Regions from separate parts of the Mus musculus genome. Here regions 2, 3 and 4 are each linked to region 1. A link is a contact called in public HiChIP or PLAC-seq data. All regions are on one chromosome and are shown on one strand. The core of a region is the stretch at or near the end of the contact, and the rest is flanking DNA. Distances in the headings are between cores, read along the strand shown. Region 1 has its middle 47 kb from the start of Gm34770. Region 2 has its middle 57 kb from the start of Gm5122. Region 3 overlaps Gm33699 (a long non-coding RNA gene). Region 4 has its middle 31 kb from the start of I730028E13Rik.

What was found. HiChIP or PLAC-seq counts read pairs in DNA pulled down with a chosen protein or histone mark.
Region 2: a contact with region 1 is called in a FOXA1 HiChIP or PLAC-seq map of pancreatic cancer cells. The contact joins two enhancer-like sites. A contact is called at or near these places in 1 of 15 datasets of contacts at CTCF or cohesin (embryonic stem cells), 2 of 484 Hi-C or Micro-C datasets (bone marrow-derived macrophages and nephron progenitors), 3 of 115 datasets of contacts at active chromatin or transcription factors (acute myeloid leukemia, embryonic basal ganglia and pancreatic cancer cells) and 1 of 9 other capture datasets (embryonic stem cells).
Region 3: a contact with region 1 is called in an H3K27ac HiChIP or PLAC-seq map of microglia, with 9 times the contacts expected there. The contact joins two enhancer-like sites. A contact is called at or near these places in 3 of 39 promoter capture datasets (the C10 cell line, hippocampal neurons and pre-B cells), 5 of 15 datasets of contacts at CTCF or cohesin (embryonic stem cells, large pre-B cells, pro-B cells and 1 more), 119 of 484 Hi-C or Micro-C datasets (the AML12 cell line, B cells, the Ba/F3 cell line and 70 more), 20 of 115 datasets of contacts at active chromatin or transcription factors (CD8 T cells, T-cell acute lymphoblastic leukemia, Th17 cells and 14 more) and 1 of 9 other capture datasets (liver).
Region 4: a contact with region 1 is called in an H3K27ac HiChIP or PLAC-seq map of double positive thymocytes, with 5 times the contacts expected there. The contact joins two enhancer-like sites. A contact is called at or near these places in 2 of 15 datasets of contacts at CTCF or cohesin (large pre-B cells and pro-B cells), 9 of 484 Hi-C or Micro-C datasets (the N1E-115 cell line, adipose-derived mesenchymal stem cells, large pre-B cells and 2 more), 8 of 115 datasets of contacts at active chromatin or transcription factors (T-cell acute lymphoblastic leukemia, double positive thymocytes, fibro-adipogenic progenitors and 5 more) and 1 of 9 other capture datasets (embryonic stem cells).

Annotation. Positions count from the first base shown.
Region 1 is chr9:61,706,606-61,709,596 of GRCm38.p6, reverse strand. No RefSeq gene overlaps it. Among named protein-coding and RNA genes, the nearest start is that of Gm34770, 47 kb to the right of the region's middle. Within about 2 kb of position 1,501, at least 124 of the 459 cell types and tissues checked have an H3K27ac peak or open chromatin away from gene starts, as enhancers often do. A contact at or near this core is called in T-cell acute lymphoblastic leukemia, double positive thymocytes, microglia and 2 more, where this site is marked.
Region 2 is chr9:60,958,711-60,961,701 of GRCm38.p6, reverse strand. No RefSeq gene overlaps it. Among named protein-coding and RNA genes, the nearest start is that of Gm5122, 57 kb to the left of the region's middle. Within about 2 kb of position 1,556, at least 6 of the 459 cell types and tissues checked have an H3K27ac peak or open chromatin away from gene starts, as enhancers often do. A contact at or near this core is called in pancreatic cancer cells, where this site is marked.
Region 3 is chr9:61,051,103-61,054,093 of GRCm38.p6, reverse strand. It overlaps Gm33699 (a long non-coding RNA gene), which reads right to left. Exons shown (of 6, transcript XR_003948174.1): 2 at 1,668-2,083; 3 at 925-1,345. Among named protein-coding and RNA genes, the nearest start is that of Gm46116, 4.3 kb to the left of the region's middle. Within about 2 kb of position 1,488, at least 10 of the 459 cell types and tissues checked have an H3K27ac peak or open chromatin away from gene starts, as enhancers often do.
Region 4 is chr9:61,167,719-61,170,709 of GRCm38.p6, reverse strand. No RefSeq gene overlaps it. Among named protein-coding and RNA genes, the nearest start is that of I730028E13Rik, 31 kb to the right of the region's middle. Within about 2 kb of position 1,614, at least 49 of the 459 cell types and tissues checked have an H3K27ac peak or open chromatin away from gene starts, as enhancers often do. A contact at or near this core is called in T-cell acute lymphoblastic leukemia, double positive thymocytes, microglia and 1 more, where this site is marked.

The DNA.
Region 1 (2,991 bases), core at 252-2,751:
AGAGCTTGGTCTATTTTTCATAAACAACTCATTTCAGGAGAAGGCTGAAGCAGGGAGTGTCTGCGTTGTCTTGGATCAAAAGCAGGTTCAGAGCAGGGGATGAAGCTGAGTGGACTTTGGGGGTTCATGTGCCCCGGTGCTGGGGCTATTCCTTTCACAGGATCACATTTCTAGAGTTTGCTCACCAAGCCTGGAACTGATCCACGTTGAGTGACAAGCAGCACCCAGCATTCGCTTGGGAGAAGCTGACGTTATTGATGTCTGATTCGGTCCTCTTGTTTTTAGGAGTAAGGAACTTAAGGTGGTGTTTAAATGGATGATTTAGTCCTGGATGGTTGCAGGGACTTGGATTTTCATCTTTTCTCATGTAGGGTGTGTGTGGAAAGAAGGTAGAAGGAACACTTGCTGTCTTGGTGGAACTGAGACAAAGAAAAAGGTAGGCTCTATGAGGACCCCCTCCAAAGTCCTGAGCTTCCAGGGAGGCTAGACTCATTACCCCCGACCTGATCTGATGTCAGAGAGCCTAGCGACTCCCCTGAGGCCCTTACTCATAGGTAAAGAGCTGGAATTTGAGCTCTGGTCCATTGGAATGAAGCTTTGTTGCCCTTCTCTGCTTGGGGCGGGGGGGGGGGGAGTCAGGCCAAAGAGTCAAAACTGATTCCACTAGCTGTGACATGGTGAGGGTAGGCAAGCTGTCCATGCCTCTCTTGAGGACATAAGGGTAGCTACTTAGGGGTCATATGGGTGGGGTGCGGTATCTGAAGGGGGGGGGGTCAGCTGGACTTTCCCCTGGGCCACTGGGAATCAAGGGAATCTCTTGAAGTTTGGTCTGTTGCTTTTTATTGTAATGATAAATTCTATACACAAAGGTCAAGGCCAATGAGTGATTTCTCATGTTTATAAGCTGGTCCCCAAATAAGGAACCAGGGCTAGATTCTGGAAGAATTAGAATCTAATATTAAATGGATGAGGAGCTAGTCACAAGGCCACAGTCAAAATGATCAGAGGAGTCTCACTACACCAGTCTGGATGGGGTCTGTAGTGGATGTCAAAGGGCTCTTTAGTCAATACCATTTTCAATGATTAGAATGGATTTCAGATGGGGAGGAGAGATGAATGTGTGTGAGCCTCTCTTGTGGTGTCTAGTGAAAGTCATTCCTTTAGCTCCGCACAGTCTGCCTGTGTCATTCATCCACAGACCATGGAATGAAAGCAGAGAGAGGGTAAGTGCTTGCCCAGGCTAGTAGACAATGAAAAGGTGTGGGTTCAAAAGTAGAAACCCCCAATTCTCACCTGACACTAAACTGCCCTACTTCTGAGTGATAGGTGGGCAGGCGAGGGTGGATGACAAGTGGCAGATTGGATCACCAAAGGCCTGACATTAACACTGGGCCAAAATGGCTACCCCTGGAGATGAAAGGTGACAGCGACCTCTACACATGCACTGCTCTAACACACACACCAGATGCAGACAGGATGTGGTGTGGCTGGGTCAACAGCACTGGTAAAATCATGTTGGGTTTTAGAGGGCCGGAAGCATCAGATGAGTCAGTAGTGGCGTGCGGCAACCAACAAAGCTGTTGTCACTGTCACTTCCCTGAGATAAGGCACTTAGAGTGAGACGGAGACCCTCCTAGTCTGCTTGGGTCCTGAGAGTACCTTCCAGGCCTGGAAACCTCTGTGTTGGGGGTGGGGGGGAAGGAAGGCAGCCTTCCGGGGCCCAGGAAGCTAAGGTAATGGCCTGCTGTTAACAACTTTCACTTCTCTCGCCTGCCATCCCTGTGCAGTTACAGCCACTTCCTGATGCCATTAGCCTTACATGCTTGCTTACGGCAAACACTATCTATGCACATGGTTTTGATTTTTTTTTAAATTGCTATAACTGGAGTACACACAGGGGTTTCTTGTGACCCACTTTTGACATGAAAATACATTCCAGGAAGCACTAAAAGTAACTGAAAGGAAGTAAAGGCCACCATGGTCTTCATGCACACCACTCACAAAGATGAGACACAGTGGGCTCTCTGCTAGTTTCTCCTCCTCATATGATATTCAGATCTCTTCTTGAAATAGCCAGTGTTCAGACACCCAGCCCCCTCTTGGCATCCAGCCACCCTGACACGTTTTGTCTTTGGTTCTTCTTGTCTCCACCATATGGATGGGTTAAGTGCTTTATCCTTTCCCATCCCTATCATATGGGAGAGCTGATGTTTGGTCCTTCCCCTTCTCCGTCACATGGATGGGTTAAGGTTTGGTCCTCCCCCTTCCCCATCATATGGATGAGTTAATGTTTGCTCCTTCTCTGTCTCACCATGTGGATGGGTTGATGTCTACCTTTTCCCCGGAACTTTTCCTTCTTTAGCTCATTCCTATTTAGTTTTCTTCTCGCATTTCCAAATCACTCCCTGCCAATGACAGCTCAAGCTCTAATCTCTAATTGAGAAAGTCAGAGGCCCCTCTCCCTCCAGGTTCTAGTTCTGTTCATGGCTCCCTAAACACCCCCCAAACTGAGTTGTGTGAGATGGACCCTGAGACCCAAGGAAGATGTAGAAGAGGGGTTGTGATGGGTAGTGGCAAATGGGAAAGATGCTGGAGAGACCGGGGACGTTCTACTCATCAGCCTGATATTTATCATGTTAGCTCCCAGGACTTGGAGTGGAGAGCCTGGCCACCCGAGACATGGCTCCTTAATTTGACTCTTGCTTCTGTATGACATACTCTGAGAGTTGATAGGACAATGGTTCTCAACCTCTTTGGAGTTAAATGACCCTTTCACAGGGTCACACATCAGATATCCTGCATATCAGATATTTACATTATAATTCATAACAGCAGCAAAATTCCAGTTATGAGTAACAACAAAAATAATTTTATGGTTGGGGTCACCACATGAGGGCTGCAGAATTAGGAAGGTTGAGAAGCACTGTGCTAGGAGATGTCAGACTGTGGAGTGATGGCAAGTCCCACGTATTTCCTATGTCCTTTCTCCAC
Region 2 (2,991 bases), core at 307-2,806, 750 kb after region 1:
CACATAGCTCCATGTGCTGGCTGGTCCCAGAGTACCCTCTGGGTAGGGTGGCTGTAGTTCTTTGGACTCTCACCCTAGCCACCTGCAAATGGATCAGATTCTAATATCAGACCAGTGTTCGTCAGTCACCTACTTAGTTCTGAACCTTGCACCTTTATCTAACTCCACCGTGCCCAGCTTGCTGTCTGGGTTTTAAGGACTAGAGTAGGGTATCACAGGAACATGGCACTGGGAAGAAAACAGAGAACCAAGTGCAGCAGGGACATTGCAGGAGGCACCTTTGTTCAGAAGGAAGGAGATGTCCAGTCTACTCCACAGCCTCTGGCACTGTGTTTTCTACAGTGACAGCCCAGCATATGTCAATCATGTTTAAAAAAATAAAAAAACCAAACAACTTCACTAAGGGACTGAGGGGCTTGGTCAGTAAAATGCTTATTACCTAAACCAAAGGCCTGGAGACCTCAGCATCAATATAAAAAAATCAGGCACAATGATTCATGGTGCATGTCTATAACCCAGAACCAGGGTGAAGGTGGCCCAGAAACAGGCAGATTGGAGTTCACAGCTAGTCTGACTGAATTGATGCTCTCTAGGTTCATTGAAACAACCTGTCTAAAGACCAGTGGTGCATAGCTGTAACTCCAGCATTGGGATGGGGGTAGTGCAGAGATGGGCAGATTCCAGCTCACTGGTCAGCTAGCTTGACCAAACTGGTGCTCTCTGGGTTCACTAAAACAGACCCTGGTTCAAGACCACATTCCAGTGGAAGGGATTAAAGACCACAAAGTTACATGAAGGGAAGGTGGCGGTGGATTCAGGAGGCATGGGAGAGAACTGAGTGTGACCAAAATACACTGTATGGAATTCTCAAGAAACGGATAAAAACACAAAAATGGAACGAAGAAGAAGAAAAAGAAGAAGAAGGAGGAGGATGAAGAGGAAGAGGAGGAGGAGGAGGAGGAGGAGGAGGAGGAGGAGGAGGAGGAGGAGAAGAAGAAGAAGAAGAAGAAGAAGAAGAAGAAGAAGAAGAAGAAGAAGAAGAAGAAGAAGAAGAAGAAGAAGAAGAAGAAGAAGAAAAGAAAGTGATTGAGAAGACACCCAGGCCAGCTTAGAACACTATCTAGCATAGGACAAGTGTTCAAAACCACACCTTTACTCGTGGCTTGGATGTTCCCTTATAGGCTTGCGACTTGAATGTCTTGCTTTCAGAGAGAATCCGGAAACTTAGGAGACAGGTCTATAACTGGAGGAAGTAGGTCCTGGGTGGGGTGGCGGTGTTCTTGAGGCCATAGCATCCTTGGCTGCTTCCTGGGTTGCTCTCACTTCCTGTCTGCTGGGATGGGAGTTGCTACTACCTTGACTGCATGTCCCCACCACTGTGATGTTCTGCCCAAGTGCCTGCAGTCAAGAGCTAGGGATGAACCTCTGAAATCATGAGCTAAAATACAAATTTCTACACCTTGAGTTCTGTGAGCACGTTCGGTAATGATGGCACCCAGACCAGCTGCAGGAACAGATCAGCATTCCATGAGGTGATTCAAGCATTACATAGTCTTGGGGACAGGGGTAGGAGTATCCAGGATGGGCAAAAGTCATTGGCTGAAGGCTTAAGGTGCTGAGCTGCCTCATTAGCACCTGGAAGCATTCCGGGAATCTCAGGTGCTAACTGAATGGGTTCTTATGGGGAGAACCGGTAATCATAATCAAAGCTAAGAGGAAGCCCTGCTAGTAAAAAAAAAAAAAAAAAAAAAAAAAAAAAGAGTCCTCCATTTTGCACAAAGCCACAAAGCCCAGAAGGCTACCAGGACAATGGTAGACTTCGACCTCAATTATCAGGACAACAATTGGCTACGAAATGTAAATATCTTTAGATATTACTAAGGCTGTATGTCTCTTAGATGATTTTTCCTCCGTAATGATAATGAGTCATTCGTTCACGTCCTGGGAGGGTGAGTGAGTGGGTGTGTTGCTCAACACACAGACTCCCCTCTGCTTGGATCTGTTGATTTACAGGAATGGATTCTATGGAATGTATATCTGTTTTTTTCTAGTAGACTGTAGCAGCAAATTATTTCTCCTATCCTGTTGTTACGGTTTTGGATTACATCTTTATTTATATTATGGGAGTGTGTGCATATCATTGGGTATATGGGGAAGTCAGAGGACCACTTACAGGAGTCAGCTCTCTCCTTCCATCTTGGAGGTCCCAGGAACTGAACTCAAACCACCAGGGTTGCCATCAAGAATCGTCTCACTTGTCCTGTGCTGGCTTCAGTTTGATGCCTGTTTTGTTTTGTTTTGTTTTGATTTGTTTTGTTTTGTTTTTCAAGACAGGGTTTCTCTGTGTAGCAATGGCTGTCCTAGAACTCATTCTGTAGACCAGGCTGATCTTAAATCCAGAGATCCTCCTGCCTCTGCCTCTTGAGTGCTGGGGTTAAAGGCGTGCACCACCACCAATTTTGTTTGACTTTTTAAATTTTTTAGGTAACTCAATCTGCCAAACTTCTTGGGTGTCTTTGGGTTTGCTATCAGGTTCAAAGGGATTTCTTTAACCCAAGACAGATTGATAGTAAAGATAGATGATAGATTAGACAGATGATAGAAGATAAATAGATTGACTAATAGAAAATAAGCAAATAGATACTCAAGTGTATAATTTTCTACATTGTCTTTTAAGCTAGACAAGTTAAAATTGTCTCATATACATGTCATCAAGATATATATGTGTGTACATGTACATATATGTTTGTGTGTATGTATGTACATCTATATATGTGGGTGTATATATACATACATATATATTTGTGTATATACACAGACACACACACACTCACACATTTATTACAGATCTTTGATTCTTTAGGATTTGATACTGTGCCTGGAATGAGTATGTAGCTCACTTGTGTCTTGCACGCAGTGATCTATGCCGCAGCGTCTCATCATTTGGATCACTGATCTCCAGCCAGCCTACCCCAGGAAGGAAAACAGACT
Region 3 (2,991 bases), core at 239-2,738, 660 kb after region 1:
GTAATGCTCTAACTCCTTTCAGTGTTGTGGACCCAAAGGTAGTCACCACCTCCTAGGGCCACTCAGAGGACTGAATGCAAAGGGGCATAGCACTGAGCACTGGCACTGTTCATATAAATACAAACTATAGTCACAAAGATCCTCAGGGTGGAATAGACAGGGGTTGATCTCTCTCTCTCTCTCTCTCTCTCTCTCTCTCTCTCTCTCTCCCCTTCCTCCCCCTCCCCTCCCTCCTCTCTCCCTCCTTCTTCTCTCCCTCCCCTTCCCCTCCCCCTTCCTCATCCCCCTCCCCACCCTTCTCTCTCACACACACTCTCAGGAACTATTATATCAACCACTCCTTTGGATCGTGTCTACATCATCTGTGGGACATGTGACACGATGGTGCACCCACATCTGCTCCTGGAAGGTCAGGTAAACTTGCTGGTTGAGTTCCCAGAACGGAACACATCCCTGCAGCCTGCCACTGGGTCTAGGTATGCCAGATGGACGGCTGGTGAGAGAAGTGAGCCTGTTGTATACAGCTTCTCTCTGTCTGAGGTCCTTGCTGGGAAACCAAAGGCTTGAAGCAAGGGCGCCAGGAGAAACCTGGAGAGGACTGGATAAGGAAAGAGAGGCTGCACAGAGGGGAAGCCCTGGAATTTGAATAGGAAACCACAGGCTCTGGTATTGCACGTTGACCTTGACCCTACGTGGTGTTGCTATTTAAGAGGCTAAGGAAACTATAGGGGTTAGAATCAGTAGGACATTCATCACTGAAGGTAGGACCTGGGGTATCTTGTCCAGGGCATTCTCTCTCTCTCTCTCTCTCTCTCTCTCTCTCTCTCTCTCTCTCTCTCTCTCTCTCTCTCTCCCCTCCCCCTTCCCATCATTAGATGAGCCTCCTCTGCCACACACTCCTGCCATAATGATGTTCAGCCTTACCATGGTCCAGAATTAATAGAGATAAGAACTGTGATCTGAAACCACCAAAACCAGGAGTCAAAATAAATCCTCCTTACGTCCTTCACGTTGGGTCTTTTGTCTCTAAAAAAAAAAAAATGTTGTATAACCAGAGAATTGGTGGCTGCACACACGGTGAACATACTACATGCCCCTGAGCTGTGTGCACTTTAAAATGGCTCATTAAGCAACACATGTTGTCACCACAGGCACAACAAAAAGGTCAGAAACAAAAAGTTAAAGGTTGGGTCGAAAGGAGATGCGCCTTCCACAGCTGTCAAAACCACGCACAGGTGCATGTAAGGAGCGCGCTCTTGAGGTCCTCCGGTCAGGCGACAAAGCCGCGATGAGCAGCATCAGAGGCTGTGACAGCTGTGACCCTTGGGGCCTCACTTGTGCATTCCTGTGGAAAAGCAAAGCTCAGACTTGAGGCCGGCACAGCATGGAAAGAGGGACTGACTCACGACCCCTGGTAGAGAACCCCCTTCCCCTACCCAGAGGCCCTCTGGAAGATTGCACTGGCCTCCCCATACCCTGGTAGGCCATTTTCAAATGCTGCCATGCTGGCTTAATTCCACTCCATAAACATAGGTGTCTGTGGTGCTGGGGAGTGACCCGACCCATGGCCTTCTTCACTCGAGACAATTCCTCTCACACTGCGCTACACCCCAGCAAACATCCACTTTTATGGAACCATCTAAAGACGACAGCTTTTGACCACACACCTCAGCATCTTCAGCCCTTCCCGATGCCTTCCTTAGAACAATGCTCTCCAGCTCACGCCTGACCACAGTACCCATGATTCCATTGGCTTCCGGTCTAGGCTCCTCCTATCCCCCCTCCCTCCGACTCTCGTTTTGTAGGTTTGGGTGGTTCGATGGTTTCTTGGTCGTTTACTTTGGATCCTCTAGTGTCCTTCATCGTTCGTAAATGTGCGGGTTCTCCCTGCAACTGCCCCGGCTGGGAGTTTGTTCTTCTGTCTGCATGGTGCACCTCCTAAGGCTGTGCCTTGTAGATCAGTCCAGACCTTGGGTTTGCTCGGCCATTTCATCTGTCACTCAGCTCCCACTCTGTCCTGATGAGTCACGTGACCCGAAAGGCCGCACTGACACATCATTACCGCAGGAGTCCGGGTCTTTTCCTTTGAATACAGAATTACTTATGTAAATGTGTTTGTTTTTAATTGGTTCATAATAATTATACAGATTTATAAGATCAGGAGTAATGTTTCAATATGTGCATATATTAGGGTGGTTTTTTAAAATTAATTCTTTTTTTTAAATGTTTTATTTGAATCTCATTTTAGAAAACTTTGACTCCAATTTTGGTCTAAATGTAAAATGACTCCTCTGCACAGGCCCACGTGTGTGAGCTTGTGCTCCCAGTTGGTAGCGCTATTTGGGGATGTCGGGTAGCTTTTAAGAGGTAGGACTTGGCATGGCTAGCTAGCCTGGGTCCCTTGGAGTGGGCTGGGTCCAGCCAGGGACTGGTTCCCATCTAGTTCTCTTTGCTTCCTGACCCAGCCACCATGCGAGCAGCCCTTTTATACATTCTTCCTCCTTCCTCTCTGCCTTCCACCGGAGGTGACTAGAACCCTCGGAATTGTGAACCAGCGATGATTTACAAGTCATTTAAAGTCATACTTCCTGTAAGTTGCCTAGACTTTGTGTCAGTATCGAAAGCTGTTCCCTACATATTTACCGCTGGTTAACCATCTTTAGAAACACGAGTAAAGCTGACATCTTCTTTGCCATTTTTAAAGTGTTTTATTTATGTGTGTGTGTGTGTGTGTGTGTGTGTGTGTGTGTATTCCACTTGTGTGAAGTGCCCATGGAGGCCAGAGGAGGGCGGAGTTGAGGCCAGAGGAAGCTCCCTAGAGTTGGAGCTTCAGGAAGTTGTGACCTACAGAACTCAGGTCTTTTGGAAGAGCAGGATGGCTCATAGCCACCGAGCCATTTTTTCCAGCCCTTTTTTTGGCAACGATGTTTGTGCTAAGACTATTTACCACCATGGATATATAGGCAGGGTATCCTCCCCTGAAGATTATTT
Region 4 (2,991 bases), core at 365-2,864, 540 kb after region 1:
GAAAAACAAAAGCAAAAGAGTAGGTCATGCCTCCAAGAGCCACAAGGCTGTCCTGGGCTAGGGGACATCTGATCAGCTGTCTGCTACTGTATGGAGGCTGAAGGTGGGCATGAGGCTTTGAGAAGCTCCAAACTACTTAGAGAGTTGTCCCACTATCTGGAGAAATAGAACTTGTTCCTGTGCATTTATTCTAAAACCATTTTCTAAGGAAATTTCTCATAGATTTTTTTTTCCTAGCTTTTTCCTAGTACTTTGCCAAAGGCCTTTCCCATAATGCTGACTTGCATTCTTGTTAGTAAGCCCTGCCGGCCACCCTGCGCTGTAACACAGGATGCCCTCAAGACCTGGGCTGGTTGTGCTCAGAACCATGGGCAGCTCCTGGTGGCCGAGAGCAGCTCTGTCTTAGTGTGGCTCAGACTCCATGACCCTCCCCCCACCCCCCTAGAAGCAGGCAGTGTATTAAGTCACCACGGCCTGTACCTCCCTGAGCCAATAAAGATGCAGTTCTTGGATGAGTAGCAGGTATCTTTGGCTAGAGAAGCAGTGGGATAGGGAAAGGCAGGTCTTGGCTTTGGGGGCTGCCTTTGTTGCCAACAGACTCAACCCATCCTGGTAGACTCAGGTTTAGAAGTTGGAAGTGACCACAGGTGGCCTTGAAGTGAACTCTCCTTGTCATCACTGGAAACATTCTGGAACCTCGGGAGAAGATACCGGCACATGTAAGTGGCATACGTATGGAAAAGTCTTACATCTGATCTAGGGTCGTAAGCCCCTGCTTCCACATGGTGAGTTTCCCCCGCTGCTCAGCCTTGAGTGTGGGTCCCTCTGATCTGCAGAATGGCCTGTATCTCAGTGTCTATTTTTATCTATAAAAATAGTTGTTTCAAGCTGAGACCTTGGATGAAGATGTGGGGAACATGTGCATCAAATTTGCAGATGACTCCAAGCTGGAGGAGCTGACAGATTTAGAGTCTGGGATGATCTCGACAGTGGAGAATGTTGGGTCAAAAGCAAGCAGATGAAACTCAGCATCAATAAATCTAATGTCTCGAACACGGTTTCCAAAACGAAATTGCACAAGGGCAGTGTGAGGGAGACCTGGCTTGCCTACAGCTCTCATAAAGATCAAGAGGTTCTAAAGTCTGCCTCAAGTTCAACATGAGCCAGCTGAGTGATAGGGCAGGCTCAGGAGGGAAAAGGAACCTAACCAAACACCCTAATAAATGCTTATTATTCATTAACCCTTGGTGATGTAGGGAGGGAAGGATGGCACGGTTGACCTCCATGTTAGGCCCAGAGTAGGGGGCGGACAACAAAATGAGTGGTACTTACTGAGAACTTCCCATGCACCAAGAAGCGCCTTAGTTCACACCATCATCACTTATGAGGACATGGGCCAAGGCACAGGGTACAATGACAGCCCCCAAAGCCACTGCCCTATGGGTGCCTCGTGGGTGGTGGACCCATGCTCTGGACCTCCTTGCTGTCTGTCCGTTAGACACCTTGTCTGCTTTCTCTTCCTCATTTTACAGATGTGGTGACCAGACCGGACGTGTGAAGACTACGCGTCTGCAGTCACAGGGGGTGAACTGCAGACTCAGGCTCTCGTGGGAGCCTCTCATCTGTGCCTCCCTGTCCTATCTCCTGGCCAAAAGCCAATGCCACAGGGTAGCCAGGTGCTAACCCATAAGACTAAGACTCAGGGTTCTAAGGCATTTCCTGTGGCTCTGCTCAGGGGAGTTTCATCCACTTTGCTTCTTCAGATGTGAGAGTGCATGGGATTAGCGCTTTTCCTGTCAGAGGAAGTCTCACCTGGAGCACTTAACTGAACCTTAATGGGGCACTCCTACGAGAGAGCCATGAGACCCTCTGCGAGGGATCTCCTTATGTTCGTCAACATTTAAAATCGTTACCCATTTAAACTATGGAAGCCCATTTTTTAGCCCCCCTCCACTCTTGCATCTTCCTAACTTGCTACAGTAAACTAAGTTTTCAATTTAAGAAATCATCAGTTGAGTGCCTATATATGAACATGTGTACATATATGTGCATGTATGTATATATGCCAGCATCCTGGAGGTTTTGAGTGAGCAATTTTTCAGAGAAACTTCACAGAAACTCCACTATTATCATTTCATCATGAGGGAATTAGTTTTAAAGGGTGTCCAACTGGACCCATTTGCCCAGAACTGAGTAGTCTCTGGGGACACAGGTCTTACCACTGTAAAAAGCCAAAACCAAAGCCCAAAACATCTCCCTGCTCCCCACAAAAAACCCCAAACCCAACAAGATGGTTTGGGGCTGAGGAGCCAACTTAGTCAGTAAGTGTTTGCTATGCGAGCATGAGAACATTAGTCCAATCTCCTGTGGGCCATAAGCACACATCCATCTACGGTCCTTGCACAGACAAGCAGATAGAGCCCTTGAGCCTGCTGGGCAGCCTGCCTGGCCTACTTGATTAATTCCAGGCCAGCAAAAGATCCTGACTCAAAAAACAAGGTGTATGGCATCTGAGAAATGACACCCAAGGATGTCATACCCTACACACACACACACACACACACACACACACACACACACACACACACACACACACAGGTTTAAGTCTAGGCAAACTGGGACAGGGTAGTCACCTTAGGCTTAGAGAAGTTAATTACACAGGAAATAGCTTTAAAACCAGTTCCCCTGATACTAAGTCAATACAGATACAGAATATAAAATAAAGTCACTAGGCCTGGAGACCCTCCTGCTTTTATTTCTGTATTTTCAGTTCTAGGTCAGGAGACCAAGTTCCCAAATGAATGGAGAAGAATGTCTTCTCCCTGGGGTTGTCCTGAACCTGCTGGTTTCAGATAGCTAGAACGGTGCTCAGGCATCCGGGACAAGTTTGTTCCCACCGTCTCTCCCTCTCACGCTGCATGGAGAGCAAGCTGTGTCTCTGAGACCAGGAACGATGGGCACAGGGTGGGAGCATGACAAGCCACTCAGCTG